2 separate regions of the Xenopus laevis genome follow, and region 1 is linked to region 2. The links are chromatin contacts, called in public Hi-C maps. All regions are on one chromosome and are shown on one strand. The core of a region is the stretch at or near the end of the contact, and the rest is flanking DNA. Distances in the headings are between cores, read along the strand shown. Region 1 overlaps LOC121401469 (a long non-coding RNA gene). Region 2 holds the start of acsl6.L (long-chain-fatty-acid--CoA ligase 6).

Evidence for each region. Hi-C and Micro-C count contacts between places; a contact is called where the count stands out from the background.
Region 1: a Hi-C map of the XTC cell line shows a contact between it and region 2, with 6 times the contacts expected there. The contact joins the enhancer-like site here to the promoter of acsl6.L in region 2. A contact is called at or near these places in 2 of 4 Hi-C or Micro-C datasets (the XL177 cell line and the XTC cell line).

The regions. Positions count from the first base shown.
Region 1 is chr3L:43,779,780-43,785,389 of Xenopus_laevis_v10.1, forward strand. All of the region lies in intron 1 of LOC121401469 (a long non-coding RNA gene), which reads right to left. Among protein-coding and RNA genes, the nearest start is that of LOC121401469, 26 kb to the right of the region's middle. Within about 2 kb of position 2,797, at least 2 of the 7 cell types and tissues checked have an H3K27ac peak or open chromatin away from gene starts, as enhancers often do.
Region 2 is chr3L:43,619,192-43,624,919 of Xenopus_laevis_v10.1, forward strand. acsl6.L (long-chain-fatty-acid--CoA ligase 6) reads right to left here and starts at 2,384. Exons shown (of 21, transcript XM_041586180.1): 1 at 2,196-2,384. The coding sequence starts at 2,268.

The sequences.
Region 1 (5,610 bases), core at 1,547-4,046, 160 kb after region 2:
GGGAGCTGTTATCTGGTTACGTTCCCATTGTTCTTTTGTTTGGCTGCTGGGGGGGGAAAGGGAGGGGGGTGATATCACTCCAACTTGCAGTACAGCAGTAAAGAGTGATTGAAGTTTATCAGAGCACAAGTCACATGACTTGGGGCAGCTGGGAAATTGACAATATGTCTAGCCCCATGTTAGATTTCAAAATTGAATAAAAATAAATCTGTTTGCTCTTTTGAGAAATGGATTTCAGTGCAGAATTCTGCTGGAGCAGCACTATTAACTGATTCATTTTGAAAAAATTTTTTTTCCCATGACAGTATCCCTTTAAAGAGCCAGCTGATGCTCTCCACATGCAAATAACAATATAATATACTGACAAGACGGTTTCTATTCAGTAGAAGGTCAAGTTTTATTTATATGCTGAGTACTGGACATATTGTCAGAGACACTCTGGCAAGGAGAGGGGTTAAAGCTACCTGAAGCCTTTCACCAATCAGCTGCTGTTGGAGGCTTTTTAGTGACCTTTCCTCTATTCACTTGTTGCCTGAGCAAACAGGTTGTATGTGTTGAAGTGGGGGGTGTTGGGGAAAGCTTATTTCAATTAGTGAGTTTCAGCTTTTAGTGTTTGACCTTGGCCTGTCCAACCTGGGGCTGGCTTATACAATTCTCGGCTCTGTATGTTGTCAGTTATAGTTCTGCATTCAGCTATACACACAAGCAAGGAACTGGGGCTGGCTAATATGATTCTTGGCACTGTTGACCTTTATAGTTCTACATTCAGCTATAATCACAAACAAGGAACTGGGGCTGGCTAATACAATTCCTTGCACAGTGCTACGCTATATGTTGGCGCTATATAAATGCATGTTAATAATAATACTTTTATATTTCTGAATTCAGCTATTCTCACTTACGAGGGGCTGATAAATACAATTCCTGGCACTGTTGTGGGAATATAGTTCTAATAAGCAGCTTGAGCCTCTAGGGTCCCACATTCTGTACTGGTGCTATAGGCTCCGCTGTATCAGGTAAGATTGACACTGATACCTAGAAAAAATTTAGGTAATCTGTTGTTTTATATATATATAATATATATATTTCTTAATTCATTCTGGTAATATTACTTGTGCTTCCTAGCCAGTTTTAGCAACATAGGCCATTCCTTACAGAAACCTGTACTGTTCTCATGTACCATATATCATACAGGGAAATTGAACACATTTTAAAGGGGTTATTTCATTCTAAACACTTTTTTTCGGTTGTCTTCAGACTGATCACCAGAAATTTTTATTTTTTAATATTTTGTTCCAAAATTGAGGTTTAAAATCTGCCGGCTCAGTAACTCGGGTGCAGATTTTGAACAATTTCCTACACTAGTTGCCACGTTTCTCAGCAGCATCTGTGCAATATTAAGTAACTACTGTATCAATTCTAACAGCTGCCTTTAATGAAACCAAGGGAATCTGCTCAGCAGGGACAAAGATCAGAAATGTAGCAATTAAATTAATCCATTTAAAACAAGTTAGTCGTTGGACCCCCCTCCCAGAGCTGTTTTAGAGAGACCTAAGAAGGTGAAAAATGAAACTTTAAATTTCAATATTCGAAAAACGGTCATTAATAGAAAGTATTTGAAAAAGTCTTTATTTCTGGTGAACGATCTGAAACCAACTGAACTGAGAAATGTGTAGGAAGGTGAACAACCCCATTAAGCTGCATTTATCAGCAATCCGTCTAGGCAAAACACCAGACCATTTGATGTTTCGATTAAACGGGTTGTTTGCCTTTAAGATAACTTTTAGTGTGTTATAGAATGGTTAATTCTAAGCAACTTTCCAATTAGTTGTCATTTTTTTTAATTATTTGCCGTTTTCTTCTGACTTTACAGCTTTCAAATTGGGGTCACTGACTCTGTCTAAAAACAAATGCTCTGCGAGGCTACCAATGTATTGTTGTTGCATACCTCCCAACTGTCCCGTTTTAGAGGGACAGTCCCTCTTTTGATAGCTCAACCCACAGTCCCTCGTTTGTACTGGAAAGTCCTGATTTTCTAAGCACTCAACAGGCAGAAAAAGAAACAAAGTTTCTAACTGAATTGTCTTTTGGCAGAGAGCCCAGAACAGCCACAGCTGCAGATAAGATACTTTTGTAACAATTTTGATATAAGCAAATAAGTAATTTAACAATATAAGATAACAGGTCTCTTGGGAGAAGTTAGACTCACAGCTTAAAGGGCAATTCACCTTCACATTCACAAAATGTTGGGAGGTATGTTATTGCTACTTTTTATTACTCATCTTTCTATTCAGGCCTCTCCTATTCATATTCCAGTCTCTTATTCAAATCAATGCACAGTTGCTAGGGCAATTTGAACCCTAGCAACCAGATAGCTAAAACTTCAAACTGCTGAGCTGCTGAATAAAAAGCTAAATACCTCAAACTACAAATAATAAAATAAAATAAAAAATGAAAGCCAATTGCAAATTGTGTCAGAATATCATTCTCTACATCATATGAAAAGTGAACTCAAAGGTCACCACCAATCAGGACTTGAATGGGCAGGACAGGGGCTGTGTTACAAATTTAACAGCAAGTACAAGAAGGGTTAATTTTGAACTCCATTCCCGGCCTGGTGTTTAGTAGCCAGGTGTCAGACATAAATTAGTCTGTTTATTCTTGTTTGAGTTCAGTCACAGAACAATGCATAGGTTAAAAGCAGGGGGAAAGCAGGTCATGGGATAATACAGCTTTCCCACAGTATTTCATTGGAACTGGTTGAGGCAGCTTAGTAACAATGGCACCTCTGACTAATGTAAACACTGCCCTAGTCTTTCAGGCCTTTGCCCCGCCTCCAAGCCTGATGTCACTCACAACTGCAGTGGCCATGGCTGAATGTCAGGAGTACAACACAAGCTACATGATTTGGGTCTGGGGGAGAGGCAAGATTTTAATTTTTACCTTCCCATTGTTCTGTTGTTAGGCTGCTGGTGGGAGGAAGGAGGGGTGATATCACTCCAACTTGCAGTACAGCAGTAAAGAGTGATTGAAGTTTATCAGAGCACAAGTCACATGACTGGGGGCAGCTGGGAAACTGACAATATGTCTAGCCCCATGTCAGATTTCAAAATTGAATATAACAAAATCTGTTTGCTCTTTTGAAAAATGGATTTGAGTGCAGAATTCTGCTGGAGCAGCACTATTAACTGATGCATTTGAAAAAAACATGTTTTCGCATGACAGTTTCCCTTTAACATGCACGCTCCTTCCTATTAGGTGCTAGTATCAACAAATGAAGCAATCGTCAAATTGAACTGCTACTTTACTGTTTTCACTTTAAACACATTCGTCAGCTTTAACTAACTAGCTAGACCCATCTACAGGCATTTAGGAAAGCTAATGAGTTGGCTTAAAGGGGCAGTTCACCGTGCGCGTGTATGATATAGAAGGATTTATTCTTTTGCTCAGCAGCTCTCCCAGCCAAGTAACTAAGCAGGGTTGGACCCGGGTGCAGGCTGTACAGACAACCCACTCCCCTCCGAGAGAATTTTCTGTGAGCCGTCGCATCGGCATGATCGCCCGGAGGGCCCCAAGGGGGTGCAGGCCTAGGTGCAATCAGATCCCCTGCACCCCTGATAGTTACACCCCTGAGCTCTCCAGATTTCAGCAGCTATTTGGTTGCTAGGGTCTTTTGTACCTTAGTAACCAGGCAGTTGTTTGAATAAGAAACTAGAATATGAATAAGAGAGCATACATACAGACAAGTAATAGAAGGAAACAATAACATTGTTAGTATAAAAAAATTTTGACTGCAGGAGTCAATGACCCATGTTTTGACAAAAAATGGACCAAATGAAACGTTGCTCGGAATAAGACATTCTATAATCTAGTAAAAGTTAACTTAGAGGTGAACTATCCCTTTTATCATATTGTGCCAGGTCACTAACAACTTGCTGTTGCCTGTCTCCCTGTACTAGGAGTCTCCTTTTACAATCCAGATAGTTTGGGATGAAACTGGGAGCTCTTTTGACTTTTTTTGATTAGCTCTTGCAGGGGCTGCATTTGTGTAATCTGCATGTATACAGTCACTTTTAGACATCAGTTTGCTGGTTGCAGGGATAGAAATGTAAGGGAGAGTTTGTAGTCTGTACTTTAACCGCAGCGTTGTCTGCTTCTGCAACGGAACTTCTGATACCACAAGAACAAAGTGTTCTTCACAGGTGTGGGCTCATGGGCTCTGAACTTTACTGAGCCTACATTTACATTGTGGTTTAATATAAAACATTAGCCCCTTCCTTGCCATCTTCATTATAACAAGGGAGAATGATTTTCGTTACCTATAAAAGTTAAAATAAACAATTTAGAACAATTTAGATTGACTTCAGGGTATAAGTTATTACACTATAGCTAAGATTATTAAACTGTGGGGTTTTATCACCTAGAAATGACCAAGCAGAGGTCTGGTTAGGTATTCTGGGGTGATGTTGAGGACTGGCATGTCTTCCTTTCTAGATAGATGCTAGGCTGCTGGGGGTGCAGTCTTACCAAAAGATGGGCTGCAAATGAAAACATTACTTTTACCTTCAGAAGGATTGAACCAAACCTGCCTGGCATGACTGATGGAACTGGTTCTCCAAGCTGAGGGGGCATATACCATGTCAGGTATTCTCTGGGCTGTGGGCATCTTTAGGGTACTATTCTGCAACAATAACAGTGTCTTTTTAAGTCCCACTATGTATCAATTTCCATAGGAACATGTCGGTATCACCTTGAGGCCAGAACCATCTAGCCTAAATGGATTTAGAGAGGTTAGAGCTCTGGACAACTGAACGCAACAATTTTTCCTAAATGAAGGATTTTGCATCGGGTTCCGATCACTGGGACCTATGCCTTAGGGCTCTTACTCACGAGCAGTTGCAGCCGCATTCCCCGTTCCCCCCGTTCAGCGCAGGGGAGCACAGGAATAGATGCATTATGTTCTTTTCAATGGGGCTGTGTAGGCGCCGAAAGCAGGTTGAGACGCAACATGCTGCATTTTTCCTGCGTTCGGCACCTACATGCGCCTGTGTGAGTACAGCCCCATTGAAAAGAACTTAATGTGTCTATTCCTGCGCTCCCTTGTGGTTGAACGCAAAAAAACGGAACGCAGGGGAGCGCAGCTTCAACCGCTCGTCAGTAAGAGCCCTAAGGCCTTCCGTTACCTTGAAGAGGCCCTTAGTGTAACAGTGAAAAGCCAACTGTGAAAAATGCAGTACTTGAACCTGCTCTGAAGACAAAAAACAGTAATTTCCACCAGCAATCCATCAATTTACAGTGCTTCCCTTAATTTCAGTGCTGAGCAGGGATTCTGCACAGCAACAATTATAAACTATCCACTTTCAGAGATGTCACCTCCATTGGATTTCACGGGGCATCACCATATACTGTATATATGTAGAATATATAGCTGATTAGAGAGGTCAGATTATCATTATATGGCATCTTACAAATCAGTGCAGTTAGCGTTAGAAATCAATAATTAGCCCCATAGCATCAGCTTATATGATAGTCCAGCTACATTTTCTGCTTGATGATTTGGGATGACCCCTAAACTTAACTTCACAGCTGCTCAGAACATGTGCAGTGTCA
Region 2 (5,728 bases), core at 1,134-3,633:
ACAGTGATACTTGCAACTACACCTCGCAGTTGCAACCTGCTTTGGTGCATTTGGTGCAAGGTGCAAAGTACAGAACCCAAGCACTTGTTATTTTCATGGTTCCATTTGCATGTTGTATCTACATATGTCAGTCGAATAAATGTATCACACAGCAAAGTTGTTTATAAAGAAAAACGTTCACTGCAGCATGTAGCTTATTTAGCAAGTCTGATGCTAATTTGCACCTGCGCTAATAAAGCAGGACAAGCTGCAGTCATCCATTTTTGCATTCGGAAATCAGCCGTACATAACTTATGTACCCTGGCAAAAAAGCAAATTTAATACGGCAGATATGTGGCTTTGCTTTCTTCCTTCTATTTTCTGTTTTGCCTCTTGATTTGTTTTTTTGGAAAGAGACAAGGTCTTGACAGGTGGTGGCTGCAGGAGTCGGTCAGTGACAGACAGCCTGGACTGGACACCCAGCCAAATTCTGCCGTAGGCCTGCAAAGCATCAGGGCCAGTTTATATTGTGTGCTGCAGATACACAGATTTTTTGAAGGATTGTGGTTGGTGTATTAGGGTTAGTGTATTAGGGTTAGTGTATTAGGGTTTTTGGGTTATGGTATTATGGTTAGTGTATTAGGGTTTAGGGTTTTAGGGTTAGGGTATTATTGTTAGTGTTAGGGTTATGGTATTATGGTTAGTGTTAGTGTATTAGGGTTAAGGTTTTAGGGTTAGGGTATTATGGTTAGGGCTAGTGTATTAGGGTAAGTGTATTAGGGTCTCCCAGAAATCATAAAAACGATTTTTTTAATGAACTAGAAGTTCCTTTTACCATGATGTTGGAATGGAAGTGTAAATATACCATTTTCTCTGCTGTCGGTTTTCAGCCGATGGAGAAGCACTTGTGCAGTCTGTCATTTAGTTAAAAGAAAACACTACAAACAAGTTTTCTGGCCAAATCCGCCTGTCCCTAATTAAATTCCATTTAACTAAATGAACGGCTGCAAGGCACATTAATTGGTTCTGTGCCAGTGCAGAATACTCCCCATTTGCCATTGGCAAAATGCTTATTGATGTCTGTGTGCATGGAGCACCCCTACTATGTATACAACACAGGAGATCATATGGAATTACGACCCCCTTCTCTGTCTATGTACGTCAGACCTCCAGCCTTTGGATATAAATATAAAGTTATCATAATTTGGACACATCCTTTTCCGTGGAGACAATTTGCTATGACATAAGACTGTACTTCAATATTTAGAGGAAATAAACGATAACCCCTATTAATATACTGTAAGTACAGGTATGGGATCTGTTATCCAGAAAGGGGAAGGCGATCTCCCATAGACTCTATATTAAGCCAATAATTCTAGTTTTTAAAGATGTTTTTCTTTGTACAAAACAGTACCTTGTACTTGATCCCAAATAGGATATATTTAATCCTTATTGCAGGAAAAACCAGCCTATTGGGTTTAATTAATGTTTAAATGATTTTTAGCAGACTTAATGTATCCAATTTACAAAAAGATCCTTTATCCAGAAAAACCCAGGTCTTGAGTATTCCAGATAATTGATCCCATACCTGTATCACAAACCCATATACTTGTAGTCAATATGATACCTGCATACATCAAGGGACCTGATAGTGAATACAGTTGATATATTATGATATAAATGTCAGGCTTACATATGAAGATTATAAGGTTCTTTATTCAGCCAGTAATGGTGTTGGAGTATGTGTCTCTGATACCCTGGTGCTACCCAAACCTGGGGGGATAGAGTGACGCAGTGGAACTAGTAGGGAACGCTGACGTGAAGCCGGGATAAGTGCAAAGCCAGTGGGAAAAGATTTTTATAGAAGGCGGAATATGCACACATCGGTGATGCGGAAAGGTTATTAGAGGAGGAAAATGCACAGGAATAAAGTATCTATTAGCAATTGTACAAATGGCAGGCATAAGGGTTTTAGGAAGAAATAAAAAGGTTAGATTTAAGTGATACATTTACCCATGTTCCATGTGATGCTAAAACACTGCATTCCAACATTCAGATCCATACAGTATATAGAGTATAAGGTGCTGCAGTCACAACTGCTACCCCCTCACTCCCAATAAAGCCCTATCAATAAACATCTCAGTCATATTTGGGGATGAGAAGCAGCAGAAAGATGCCCTCAGGGGATGTAGGTATCAGCAGCAGCAGGCACTTACCCATGAGCAGCCAGATGGAGGTACCAGACAGAATGAGGAAGGTTAGCATGTCTCCTGGTGCCGGCTGCAGCATGGACCACTCCAGCTATTGAGAGAGAAGGGGGGTTGCAGCTGAGCCAAGCACCGCAGCAAAGTCACTGCAGTTAGCAGGCGGGATCACGCAGGCACATGAGTGGATTCAGTATGCACTATGCAGTAGGATAGTATTTTTAGCCTCCCTCCTTCAGGGAACAGCCCAGCTTCCTTGGAGCAGACGCCAGCGCTTGCCACTCCTGCTGCAGTGATAGCCCAAGCACATGCTTTTTGCCTTAATCTCTTGTGGCTAATCCACGCTCTGCCAGCCCATTTGCACTCATTTGAAGGGAACTTTCTGCTTTATTGCTAAAATAGTATGCAGATGATAGCAGCACTTATTGACCCATTGGCTCAGAATAAAAGGTCTTTTTATTCTCCAAGCTCGGCCGAGCATAAAAGCTCAGTACTGGGCTTGGCATAATGCAAAAAAAATGCAACTGCTGCAAAATTACTTGATGTTCTTTGGGGGTGTACTGGTTTTTGATATGAGGTCTGCCTCTTGTGACCTCATTAAAGTGATATTATATCACTGTAGGCTACACTCACCCCTGTCTTGTCTGCCCCAGCAGCTCCATTAAAGATTCATAGAAATGTAGCTTCCTGGTGCATTGACAAGTATTCTGCATATTCTGACTGCTAGTATTGCCATTTCAGCACTGCTGGTTGCAAGGCCCCCATTCCTTATTAAATAGCACAGACACATTCTGAAGCACTTTACCAAGATTATGGATCTTTCATATTAGGGATGCACCGAATCCACTTTTTTGGATTCGGCCGAACCCCCGAATCCTTGGCGAAAGATTCGGCCGAATACGAACCGAATCCTAATTTGTATATGCAAATTAGGGGTGGGAAGGGGAAAACATTTTTTACTTCCTGGTTGTGTGACAAAAAGTCACGCGATTTACCTCCCTGCCCCTAATTTGCATATGCAAATTAGGATTCAGATTCGGTTCGGCCTGTCAGAAGGATTCGGCTGAATCCTAATCTGAGAAAGGCAGAATCCTGGATTTGGTGCATCCATAATTCATATCAGTCCCTGTGCCACTGGAGCTTACAGTCTAAACTGTAATCATATTCACATACACTATGGTTACTTTAAGCAGGAGCCAATTAACCTGCCTTTTTGGGGTATGATAAGAAACCAGAGGAAAGAGACAGGGAGAGCATGCAAACAGATAGTGTCTTGAACCTAGGACTCCAGAGCTGCAAGGCAGTAATTATAACAACCGTGTAATCGTGCTGCCTACATAGTTATCATCACTGGAACATCTAACTTTTGATTCCAAGTAGAGATCTATCAGCGTGCAGTTTGTTCTACTCCTCACAAGAATGGGTTTTCTCTGAGTTTTCCTCCCAGAATTTAAAAACATATTGGCAGTGGATCCTGGTAAAATCGACCCTATGCTGTGTGTGTGTTGGTGCAGTTTAATCATAAACACCGCTGAGGACTTTATTCAATAGAGTGACTGAATGTTCCTGTGCTGTGTTATACTCTGTATGACTACAGGACTTGTCATGAATGCCGTTGTATAAAGTAGACTTAACATTTGTTATTTCACGGGAACCAGGTGCCCTAGCCTAAACCATAAAAAAATCCCAGAGCCAGGGCCAATATTATGGTCAGACTGAGCTGTTGGGCCTGAGCCCTGGTGAATCCTACCGACCCAGACATGCTCCTCCCCGAATAATGATGTTGCTCCCCCAGTGCGGCCACAGTATAAGGTATGCATGTGGTAGGGGGCAGCATCGGTCAGTTGATCTGTGGAGATCTGGGGGCAGGGGGGCCCTGAGGCTTGTCCCTGTGGGTTCCTGAACCCCATTTCAATTGGCCACTATAAGGGGAGTACAGGACATATTGCAGTTATGGGCCCCCATGGCATAGATTGCCCCCTCCTCTAAAGTAATCTTCAGGTCTTCTTCTGGCGCTTCGGCAATTTCCGTGGCTTCGCATTCAGGACCAGAAGATTGCGCCAACTGCACATGCGCCGATACGCTGCTCTCTTTCAAAAGATTACCGAAGAAAAGAAGATGGCGCCCATGAACTCTGATGCCCTGAATCTGTAACGTGGGGTGAGTAAAGACTCAGGGGCATTTACCCAAGGTAACACCTAGGCTGTGGGGGAGCAAGGAGGGGGGACTATGTAGGACAGGGGGGTATGGGATTTAATAAAAAGGGTTTGGATCTCCTTTAATCACTTAGAATTCCTTCTCCTCCTCTAACCCACTCTGCCCCTCCCTCAGAAATTTACTGTGGCTGTTGGCTAATGAGCATGCTCAATTCTTTTCAGCTCAGATTACTAAACAAACCCTCCAGTCTAATAGCCAATGAAGAGATAGTATTGCTGGTTCCCATAGAAACTCTAGCTGTCTGATCCTATTTTCTCCTAACCACCTCTCCTGATCTCAGTTTAACCATTACAGTGCTCAACCCCAGCAGAACTTTTTATCAAAGTATGTTGTGCCTGTGTAACCTGCCTTCTGCATCACGTGAACTTTACAGCATACATGTCCTGCTTGCAGATGTGAGTGTTACTGATGACGTGTCAGAGGGAAAATGGCCGCCGGGTGAAAGCTGCTATTTGTTTTAGGAAAATGTGATGGCGCAGTCAAATGGAGGGGGTATTTGCAGTACAAATGATGTGGCTTGGGTGGGGAAGACATTGCTAACATATACATGGTAGGAAAATGTAGGCTTTACATGTCCTTTAATAATGACATAACATCACTGAAAGCTCTTACTGATACTGGATCTAACACCCGGAAACCCCTTATACAGAATCTTCAACTCCATAGTGTCCCATCTAAAGACATGCTTTCTATGTAATAATAACCTTGTACCGAAGAGAGAATAAATCTGTGCTGATGTTCAAAGGTTTTCTGTAGCCTTAAAGCATGAGGCTCCACATAATGCAATTATTTGTCCTATGGAGAACCCCAGATCCCAAGCATGCCAGATTATACATCCTAGATCTGTATTCACTCTAATGTAAATATCCAATATCCAAATCTAATTAAAGGTTCACTGTGGTCTGGTGTTTTTTAACTTTAATCTTACCAGCGCTCTCTCATTATACAGCATAGTGTTAAGTCCAATTCCTCAGCAGGATAGGAGCCAGAAGAATTTTAGGGAGTGTCTTCCTCTTTGATGTCTATATGATGCATTTGAAGTCATTTACTTATTCCCCCAGGAGAAGGAGAAGAACACAATGGGATGGAAGGGTGTGCCCATTAGTGCTCATCCACGGACACGTCTGCCCAGGGAATATGATTGCGCTGAGCAACTCACACTCTATAAAAAATCATGAAAAAGTCTGAATGCTTTAATACAGATCATTGGAGTCCTAACTGACTTTAATCTCACTGATCACTAATTATAACTGAAGACAACACTAAGCACTATTTATAAGGATATCATTTACAGGATATTAATGTGCAATGTCAGATTGTGATGTCCG